Linked DNA regions of Hordeum vulgare: region 2 is linked to region 1. A link is a contact called in public Hi-C data. All regions are on one chromosome and are shown on one strand. Each heading gives the region's core, a stretch centred on a gene start, on an enhancer-like site or on the middle of the called end of the contact. The rest is flanking DNA. Distances are from core to core; before and after follow the strand shown. Region 1 has its middle 36 kb from the start of LOC123442224. Region 2 has its middle 17 kb from the start of LOC123442224.

Region 1 (5,499 bases), core at 1,058-3,557:
ATTTGATAGTCTGTGGAATTTTCCTCAGATCCAGGTGTACCTAGTGGCCTAGTACGGCCATCTAGCCAAAACCATCGTGCCCAGTATGGCCATCTTACCAATAATTATGTCCAGTATTTTGGACCTACATGCCATCTGGGACATTAGAGAACACCATTACTCGAAACTCTGGTCGTACGAATTCATGTAGGCTTCAGAAGATTTTTCACCCCATTGTAAGCTGGTGTAACAGTATACTGCCGGAGAGAACAAGAGAAATGCAGAGTGGCTCTCAGGGGCCCGCACAAGTTTGCATAGCCATTTGAGAACCTGATTTTCCCTTGTATGTGTTTTGTTCTTGATGAAGCATTCTCATTATGAAAGATTGTAACACTATGATCAATTAGGCCCTGTTCACCAGCCCTCCGCAGCTCCCCTCTAATGAATGGATCATAGCCGGAGTAGCACCGAACGAGTTACCTTCGCACGGGCTAATTTTCTTGGAGTTGCCAAAGTGAAGCTCTACGCGCATCCGCATGTATATGTAGTTGAGGGTTGAAACGTAAGGAGTGGAGGGCTGCTCTAAGTAATGAAATGCCCCCTCTTCCTCTCCCAATTTTTTATATGGTATATATGCATGCATGCATGCTTTGCCGGAGATCCCATGCTCCATTCAAATCATGTTTTTTTTCTAGAACGGAGGCAAACACCTGACATTAGAATAAGGCCCTTAATAACGTGCTATCTCTGTGCTATCAAAATGTATACTATACAAGTTACACTGTAGTGTTAAACTAGAGTTGCAGAAAGGGAAAAACAAAGAAGTTTGATAGCAGTAATGACCAGACATTGCACCACGGCTCAAGCTGACATCGGTGAGATACGCATGCCATCAAATGATGACGCATGTAGGATGTAGCCCCCGACGGAGACTGGGGGGCTCCATATCCGTGATGTCCCTGCTCGTCGGTCGCCGCAACCTCAGTGCAGCATGATCAGATATGAGTCGTGAACAACTCCATCTAAGGATGGTCCTATTGTCTCACCCAAAAATTTCAAAGCAGCAAAAATACCATCAGTTCAAACAGTAGGTCAGTCGGATGTCGAAACAATTCCCCTCTATATAAGCACTTTGTTTTTGCCAGATGTCCATAACGTACATGCAAGGGCAACGAAGCCCACCAACGCCAGTTTACGGTCCTTGCGTATCGTACACTAAGCCAACCTAAGGAAATCAGAAAAAGCAGCAGGGTTCCATGAACACCCCATGGCCTCCCGCAAAACAACCCTTGTAAATCTATCTATAATGCATCTGAAGGAAATATGGTTTCGATTACTATCTTGGTCTCATCGAACACGTTGGTCATCGCCCGCCCTGTGCCATTTAGGCTGGTCACAATGGAGAGTAACATAAGGTAGGAACCTACACGCTTTCCTAGACTATGTTCCTACCTCCATAATGGAAAGTAACATGTATGTAGTGTCATGCAACAATGCATTTATTAGGCTATAGACTCATTGTTTCTTGGAGTGTGTGATGTTCCGGTAACTTAGCTAGTTACCACAAGCACCTCTCTGTTCACTAAATACGTGTCACATAAGCAAAGTTGTATTGGAGTGTGTGATGTTACTGCTAAGTTCCTCCCCATTGTGACCAGCCTTAAGCACTTAGTCTAGACTTGGGATATGATTCCTAGCCACCTTCCCCAGTAAGTTGTTGACTTTTGCCCGGATGCGGGCTTTCCAAATGCCCGTCAAATCGTACGGAGGAGGGCCCTAAATACTTCCTTGTAAAGCGATCTTGTGGAGAACATTACTGAAGGTTCGAGCCCCCACAAGATAATATCTCGGCCTTTCGATATGTGTCCACCACTCAGGGTCTATGACAACCCTTGCCACTCCTGGGCCTCCCACTCCCCAAACGTCCTTATGAAATGAGGAACCCACTACCCCTTAACCAACATATAGTGACTGTAACAACATTTTTGAACGGCAAACAACCTAGGAAAAGTCTGCTGAAGCATCTGGTCGCGGCACCCCTGGTCCAACCCAAGTTTTGCGGACTTCCCATTATGGATCTTGAATTTTGTGCCAAATCTAAACATGTGCTTACGTTTGATCACTGCTTTATAAAATTGGGATCTTTTTATGTTTTGAGGTATGTCAAACCCCTCACTTGTTAGGTATTCATGGCCTGTGAGAGTTTTCCGTGCCCATTTCGTCACTTGTTGGGTACCAATTCATGATGGTCTCGGCTAGATAGCCGTGCATTAATGTGCCACTTGGCATGTAGGTCCAAAATACTTGACATGTAGGTCTGGTGTATGGGTGCATGCATGCATCCACTCCATTTTCGAGTATCTCATCTCGCCGTCGGTCCAGGTCTCCATCCATGGAATTAATTCGTAGTACTCACCACACACGCCACTAGGGAAGTACTCCCTCCGTTTTTTTAGTCTGAATATAAGGTTTGGTTAAAGTCAAGCTTTGTAAAGTTTGACTAACTTTATATTAAAAAATATCAACATTCACAACATGAAATCAATATTATCAGATGCACCACGAGGTGTATTTTCATACTATATAATTTTAATATAGTAGATATTCATATTTTTTGATATAAATTTGATCAAACTTTATGTTGTTTGATTTTGACTAAATCTTATACGCGGAGTAAAAAGAAGACCGAATTTCGCTTTTTACCCTATAGTTGTACATTTATGACAGATATTAACCCATTTAATGATTTTTTATTAAAAATATCAGATTTTAGTGACTTTTAACACGGTATTTCCTCGGATTTACATTTTTATTGTTTATGTAAGATAGGATCGGCATGCTGCGTTAATGATTCGTAGAAAAATCTTTAAAGATCAAAGGACATCGTTGACGATGATGTCGAGGTTTCTCTTGTCCATCTGTTTCATTTCTCGTCCATATATTTTTGGATCCTATGCGTCACATCATACCTTGCCTGATGGACACGCATCAGAAAACAAGTGTCAAAACTTCCAAAAGGAATATTATAGACGAATTGCCACTCGATGGGGGTAATTAGTGTCAAAAATGTACAACTACAGGGTAAAAAGCGGAATTCACCCTAAAAAGAAACGGAGGGAGTACACCGGAAATCGAAACGCGCCGTCAATCGGAGTTTGAATGCCATCGGAGTAATGTGGAGCCCCATAGTTGATCATTCGGCCGTTCAGTTCTCCACTCGGCCCGGCGTCCATATATATAATCTCCAGCATCATTGGCGCGTGTGACCTTTGACCTGGCAGAAGAAATGAGTCATGGCAGCCCCGGCGGCGGCGGAGGAGGAGAAGACGGAGCTCTGGCCATGGTACACGTTGAAGCCCAGCTGCATCCCGTCCACGACGTGGCGTCCTTCCTCATCTTCGAAAAAAGCAAGGCGCGGGAGCTCTTGGACTGCCATGCCTGCCACCTCCCGCTCCAACCGCCTATCTTCTCGGTACTGACTAAATTATTCACTTGAATCTTGGACTAGCTTGTTTGCAGATCGATTAGCGTCATGCATGGGGATTATTACTTCGCAGTGGTGTTGATCCTTATATAATTTTTTTAAAATTCGCAGTGCGACGACGGGCACCTGATGTGCTCGTTCTGCGGCGGTGCGCACGGCGAGGACTGCGGCCGTGTCGCCGCCCACTGCCCCCTGGCAGACGCCTGCGCCGGCGCCGTCAAGCTGCCGTGCGACCACGTCAAGTTCGGCTGCGAGGCGGGCCTCATCGTCTACCACGACGGCTCGGACCACCGCCGCGCTTGCCAGCACGCGCCCTGTTACTGCCCGGGCGCGCCGGGCCCGGGCCCGGTGGCGGCGAAGGCGGCTGCGACTTCTCCGGCTCCCGGCAGATGCTGCTCGACCACATTTCCACGGAACACTCCCGCCCCATCTTCGTCGTCCGCTACGGGCAGCCGGGGAAGCTCAGCCTGCCCTTTACCCGGCGCTGGCACGTCCTCGTCGGCGAGGATGATATGGCCGACCGGCAGCGAAACGTGTTCCTGGTGGTCCTGGACGACCGCGACAACAGCACCGTGGTGTCGCTGGTGTGTGTGAGGGCTGATGACGATGCACCGGGCGCGCCCCAGTTCTCGTACAAGCTCGCCGTGGAGCACACCGGCAGTGGCGCGAGGGTGACGTTAGAGTTGCCGGTGATGACAAGCAACTTCTTGCCCGGTGGCACGCCATGGCCAGACGAGGTCACGTCTCTCTCTGTGCCGAAAGCGTATTTGTCTGGCGACGCTGTCCCGGTCACCATCCACATCGACAAACACGTTCCTCCTCCTCCTCGTCCTCCTTCTCCTCCTCCTCGTCCTCCTTATCCTCCTGCCCTGGCAACCGCCACTGTCTTCAAGTTCACAGCGACAGATCAAGGCAGCAAGAAACGAAAATCTACGAATCCGAGGAAACTCTAGTCAAACGACATGCATGACCGACTAGTATGTACTAGCAATTTTGCCATTTGAAATCCTTTCGTGGTTTTCTTTCCTTGTCAGTTTTTTCATCAGAGCCCTAATCTGCTTGTTGTTAATCTGAAATAAAGGTACTTTCTGTTCACCTGTTCCAATTGAACCATGCACATCGGCCTGTTTTTAGTCTACTACCCTCTCCGTACCAAAATAACATCTTAGCTTTGTACAACTTTATATCTTTTGAGACGAAAGAAGTGGGCAAAAATAATAATCCTTTCCTATTAAAGAAAAGAAATTGTTCATCTAAAGCTATATATGTGAGGATAATGGACCCATGCAGATACTTTCTCCGTATCAAAATTCTTGTTTTTTATTTGTCTAGATATGAATGTATCTAATCATGTATTAATATTTAGATACATTCATTTTTAAACAAACCAAACATAAGAATTTTGGAACGGAGGGAGTACTAATGGAAAGATTTATCTTTCCTTTCAGTCTCATCTATTAAAAGGCGGGGCTTAACAAAGACAACAACCAAAAAAAAAAAAATAATAACAAGCATACTTTTAGCAAAGAGTATAAGCTCTAGAATTCTTTAACATTAAAAGTAGATGGAAATTATAAGCACAAATTTAAGATCAACGCTACAGTTTTGTCGTGCATCAGGGCATCTTGGTTTTGACAAGAGCCCAGCTTCCAGTTGTAGCGGAAGCCAGTAACATATGCCCATTGCTCATGTGTATCCATATCTTCAAGTGTTAGCTCAAGAATCTCTTCAATTGTACTCTATCCGTTTCAAAATAATTGTCATGATTTTAATTCAAAATATAAACTAAAACCATGACAGCTATTTTGAAACGGAGGGAGTAACATACTCTTTGAAATTTATCTTTTTTCAGGGAACACCATGGGAGCCACCTAAGCCGCCGTCGCAGCTGGTGCCTCCTTGGACGTGGCGCTCCCTTCCAGCGACCGTCTCCTCTCTGCTACGCCGCCGGCCCCCTCTCTGCCCTCCCTCCCGCTTCGCCGCTGCCGGAGGGGACGCCGACGAAGCCGCGGACGCCCCGGGGATGGCGGCGGCGG
Region 2 (5,468 bases), core at 1,184-3,683, 54 kb after region 1:
ATGATCGATTAACTTGCCGATTAGCTTATTAATCTTCGACTCGTCATCCAACCGAATAGCTACCAGTTAATGATTTTCTTAACAATGGATTTTTGTTACGATGCAAATGATTGCTAATAAACAATACAAACCAAAAATATTACCTACTCCCTACCGGAGGTGAGTTGATGACTACCATGCCGGAACCGCCTGCCTCGTCGTCATTGGCCACGCGAACCCGTCGGAGCCGTCGACGTCTGCCTCTTTGGCCTCGTCGCTGTGCTGCTCAGTCACCTCATCGTGCTTCCTGAGCATTGTAAAATTCTTGAAATTTCCGATTTTCTAGCTATCCAGGTACTTTATTCCATGCAAATTTTGCAGTTTTATTTAATTAGCACTCTTCGTAATTTCACGCATTATATGTTTGTGTGCTAATTAGCAAGATTGTTGGTATCGATCTGGTAAGGAGAAAAAAACATGCACTGAGTTGATTGAGGCCTCGAAAGGAGCTATTGAATTTTTTTATGACAGATATGAAAACTTCTAGTGCTGCGAAACCAGAGGAATTAGCTTTAGTTCTTGTTGGAAAAACAACCTAGCGACAAATTACAAGACGAGAATATATTGATTAAGTACAAAATTGTTACTAATTCACCAAATAATAATACAAAAAATATAGGTGTCCATTGATAAGATCCCACAACTTTTAATATCAGTGTTTACAGCTGGTTTTTGGATAGTTGATGACAAGGCAACATAATTTATACTTTACTCAGTATTTATTTGCAGTTCAAATAGGAAAACAAATACTCATATGTTTAAGTGGCTTTAGGGACCCTTTATATTGTCTAGGGCAGGGCCCCTGAAATGTCAGGACCTGACCTGAATATCTCAAACAAGGGAACAAGGAGAGAGTATTTGAAGAAAATAACACATATATAAAAACTTCCAATATACTCCCTCCGTTTCAAAATAAGTGACTCAAAAATGACACAGTTTTATACTAATTTTAGTATAAAGTAGAGTCATTTTTGAGTCACTTATTTTGAGACGAATAGAGTACAAAATCATAAACTTCCATAAATTCTTAGCCAATGCAGAGCACGCATTGATGACTAGCAGACATATTCCTATGAGGGAGCAGCCCTACTATGTGAATGCATAACAGGACCACTTCATTACCCCCTTTGTTCAAGGAATGGAGGGAGTAAGGCCCTGTTTCTTTAAAAAGTCCTAGGACTTTTTTTAGTCCCAACTAAAAAGTCTCTAGTCCCTACCTGTTTTTTTCCAAGGACTAAACATAGACTAGAGGTCATTAAATGACATGTAAAAAGACCATGTTACCCCTAGTAATATACTACAAGTTATTAAATAGCATGCTAAAAGTAGTGGCATTGTTAGGAAAAGAGCCAAAAAAGTCCCAAAAAGTCCCTCCCATAGGGACTTCTTCCTTTAGTCCCAACTACCCCACTTTAGTCCCTAAAAGTCTCTCCTGTTTCTTTCACATGGGACTAAAAGAGACTTTTTGTAGTCCCTACACCAAAAAGTCCCTGGAAAGAAACACCCCCTAATTTCGTATGCATGCCATGACTAATAATGAGACAATGAGGCGGCCTCTTGTATACGTTGATTTTTCAAACGAGCCCATGGACTTCTTGATCTACACAAGTTAAAACCCAAAGAAGTGCTACGGCCCTGGCATCTTTAACAGTAGCACCCCTAGACCCTTTCCATGGACAAATTTTGGCCCCTTGCCTCCGGATGCCATCTTAAAAAAAATCAGTCTTTGTCAGTATACAGTGATTGTCCCGGTCTTTTGTTAATAATATTACGCTGGTTGTTTGGGCAGGACATGGAGGTATGCATCCTGAGAGAGCCTTATTATCTCGCAACTTTATGATGAAGAATTTGTGGTTCGACGGCGAGCACTTCCAAGGGATCATCCCGGCTCAAGGACCTTTATCACCCTCATCATCTCCACGTTTTGCATGGGTAACTCCCGAAATCTTTATTGGTTAGCAAGTTCGTGCTGGTGAATCAGTTGCAATATATACCGATGCTTCGGTATAAATGCATTCTCTTTCTGAAGTGTCTGTGGTATTTTATCTTGCAAAGATTAGTACCATGGAGAAGATGTCTTCAAGATTTCATTGTATATCTGTAGAAAAAAAAGCTTTGATTGTATTCTCAGTTTTTGGTTTTAAGGACTATATTCTTAGTTGTTTGCATTACTTTCAAAGTAGCGTGCACCTATAATATTTGCAAATCATGTGTGTTTCTGAGTACACTGTAGCTTTCTTTATTTTTCACAAAACTAGCCGTGTGTAGAAGCACACGATTTGGCAATAAGGAAGCGGCCAACACTTTCCATCGGGTCCCCTACATTCTGTGGCGACCTCTACGGGCGGCGGGAGATAGTGCCCAGTAAGAAAAGCAACGGAGCCCACATCGTTGCTGTACCTGACATGAAAGATGAAACTAACGTCGTAGTCCAGTATGGCTTGTAGCTAGAATTATGATGGTCCAGTAGTACGTCCATCTACCAGAGTTGTGGTCCGACAAGTCAAGTTGCAAATACTCCAAAAGAAAGAAAAGTCAAGTTGCACAGTACTGAATTAATGCTTCGACCAATCTATCTATGGCCTTGTTTGATACTCTAAGTCGGTTAGATGTTAGAATTATATTCTAACCTTAGGCCAACCTTAAATTAACTCTACCAAAGAGATGTTTGGATGACAGGGTTAGATTGCCAGTCAAATCGCTTTTTCCAATCATTTGACTTCTTTAACCAGGATTTGGTGTGGTGGAGGTAAAGGGAAAAGTAATTTTTCTGGCCCCACCTAACTCTAACCCAAATAAATACCTCTTGGGTTGGTTATTTTTTGGATGGATTGGATGCATCTAACCAACTCTAACCTCCTGTGTGGATGTTTTGGGGATAGTTTGGTTCAATCTAACAAAGTCTAACTCTAACCCATGGATCCAAACATAGCCTATATCTATACATAATATTAAATAACAATTGTAACTAAATGTTGGCATTCATATAGACGCACGCACACTACACAAGCATGCAGGTTAGTTAAACCTATCAAATAAGAAGTTGTTCGGAAATGTAGCTATATTCTGACTAGTCAAAAGTTAGCATGATTATATATATAGACAAAGACAAATGAAAAATCCATACTACAACCTGGGTAGTTAGAGCACCAACAGCTGGGCTGGGCAAATTCGACGCTTTATACGTTCGCGGACGCGTCCGGGCTCGTCCAAGGACGTATCCGGACAGCCCGACTCTCCACCGTCCCGGCCCTCCCCGCGAGGGTCGGCCGGCCCTGCGCGCGCCCTCTCCGGCTCGTCCATGCCCCCACCGTGAGCCCCTTCCTAGCTTTCGTCCAATGAGTAGTTTTAGGTTTTGTTTTTTTAGATGGATGGATGCATTTAGATGGATATTAGATGGATGGATGGATGGATGGATGCAGGGATATATGGTTAGATGGATTGATGGATCATGATGTACTTCGCTTTTTTTTAGAATCTCGTTTACTTTGTTATTACATAGATAGATTGGTGGATGAAATAAAAGAGAGAACAATGAGACGAAGTTTATTTTGATTGAGTGGTTAAGTACTTCATCATGATAATATTGCTATGGAAAAAATTGACACCTTTAGAAAATTTAGCATTTTAAGTATAATTGTGCCGAGAACACCTACGAGTGCGTATGTTTTGTCAAAATATTAATTCATTTATGTTCCAATAAATTTCAGGTGCTCGATATATGCACCGTCTGTAGAAAAGGTCACGCTGAAACTTAGTTCATTACTCGATATTTCCAATGTTAAACAATTGATGGTTTGGGTTGACTTTGAGTCTATTTGGGGTACTTGTGTGACACATTCAGCGAGGGGAGAAGACCGAATCCCCGACTGTTGTCATGGGGTCGTTTCTTCTTCGATCTCGTGTGCTAGACATTTTTGTAATGCACTTGGGAACGAATGGAGGAGCGAGCAGCACCGAAAGTCGTAATATCAATGTGAGGGAGTGTCCATTATACCAATGAGGAAGATTGTTGATTGTTGTCCTGGGGATCGTTTGTCATCCTTTGTCATGATAGACACATTAACAATGCACGACAAGAAGGAGACGAGCGACCATTACCGGGGATCGTGATATCAATTTGAGGGAGTGCCCATCATATACATCACCTGAGATCAGAGTTTTTCAATGGAGACTCGACAGACTGAAAGACAACCCATGCTGAATAGTGATCAATGCGATGATTTTGGTATTATTATACCCGTTTCTGGTATAATTACCGTTGATTTTTAATCTTTGAGTCATGAACACAAAAAATGTCTCACGACAAGGGGATCCTTGAGTGTGATAGGTGCACCGACGACAGTGGTATATGCGACCGTTATCCTCACCTAGAAAATGTTACGTCCTTCACCGTCAAGCTAAAGGACGACTACGAAAATATTATGGTATGTAAAGATGGGATGTTTTTTGTAATGAAGCATGGCGTTTGCTTTTTTGCTATAATTAACCTGTAATTTTCTTTTGTACAATTCGACTTGTTCATTTCCTTCCATGCAAGAATTCATGTCTTGGACAAGTTCCATTTTCAAGATAGGGAGAGTCCGGAGACTAAGAAAGATCACCTAAACACGAACCTTTTCCCTTTTGATGTTAAGCTAAAAAATGCAGCGGATCACACATATTTTGGTTGTTCTACTTGGAAAGTATTATGCAAGGTGTACGGATTTCTGGAGGACATGGATATAACCATCGAAATTGGTCATGAAAATGTTCGTGATAATAATATCGAAATTTGGGTTCATGTGGATCACACTATTCCAGTTCTACGGTCACGCATAGAAGGAAGCAAATCTTGAAAATCGAATGATGGAGCAACGCAATAGAAGCACCCACGCAACCACTTGAAGACTATATGCACATCTCACAAGATGGAGATAGCTTGAGCTGTATTCTTCAATGCGGAGATGCCGGAGTTCACCTTTTTTATGCCATTTTACCTAGGAGAGATCAATAATTAGTGTTAGTAACTTGTGATAACTTGGTAACTTGTTATTTAACTTATGATAACTTGGTCACTTGCTAGTTTGTTGCTAGAATGATGAGCAGTGTTTTAACTCGTATGATAACAATTAGTTAGTATTGATAACTTGTGATATGCTAGACGACGAGTTATCATAATATGATGATGAGTTGTTATATCATTCGATGTTTCATTCACTACCTCGTCGTTGTTGTTGTATTAAACATTGTATAACAATGCACACAAAAAATACAAACGCATGGTAGTGTCGCTGGGTAGAAAACAAGCACTATTGCTACGAAAGTTACTAATGGCGCTGGCTGTAGCAAAGCGATACTGCTATCAGAATTAGGAGTAGCGCTGGACAGAAAATGCCCTACCGCGCGCTAAATACTAGCGGTAACGTTGTAGCAGTAGTGCTTTCCTT

What was found. Hi-C and Micro-C count contacts between places; a contact is called where the count stands out from the background.
Region 2: a Hi-C map of leaf shows a contact between it and region 1, with 5 times the contacts expected there. The contact joins two enhancer-like sites. A contact is called at or near these places in 3 of 6 Hi-C or Micro-C datasets (leaf and seedling).

What each region holds. Positions count from the first base shown.
Region 1 is chr3H:605,402,789-605,408,287 of MorexV3_pseudomolecules_assembly, forward strand. It overlaps the pseudogene LOC123441043. Among protein-coding and RNA genes, the nearest start is that of LOC123442224, 36 kb to the right of the region's middle. Within about 2 kb of position 2,308, at least 2 of the 3 cell types and tissues checked have open chromatin away from gene starts, as enhancers often do. A contact at or near this core is called in leaf, where this site is marked.
Region 2 is chr3H:605,456,283-605,461,750 of MorexV3_pseudomolecules_assembly, forward strand. No RefSeq gene overlaps it. Among protein-coding and RNA genes, the nearest start is that of LOC123442224, 17 kb to the left of the region's middle. Within about 2 kb of position 2,434, at least 2 of the 3 cell types and tissues checked have open chromatin away from gene starts, as enhancers often do. A contact at or near this core is called in leaf, where this site is marked.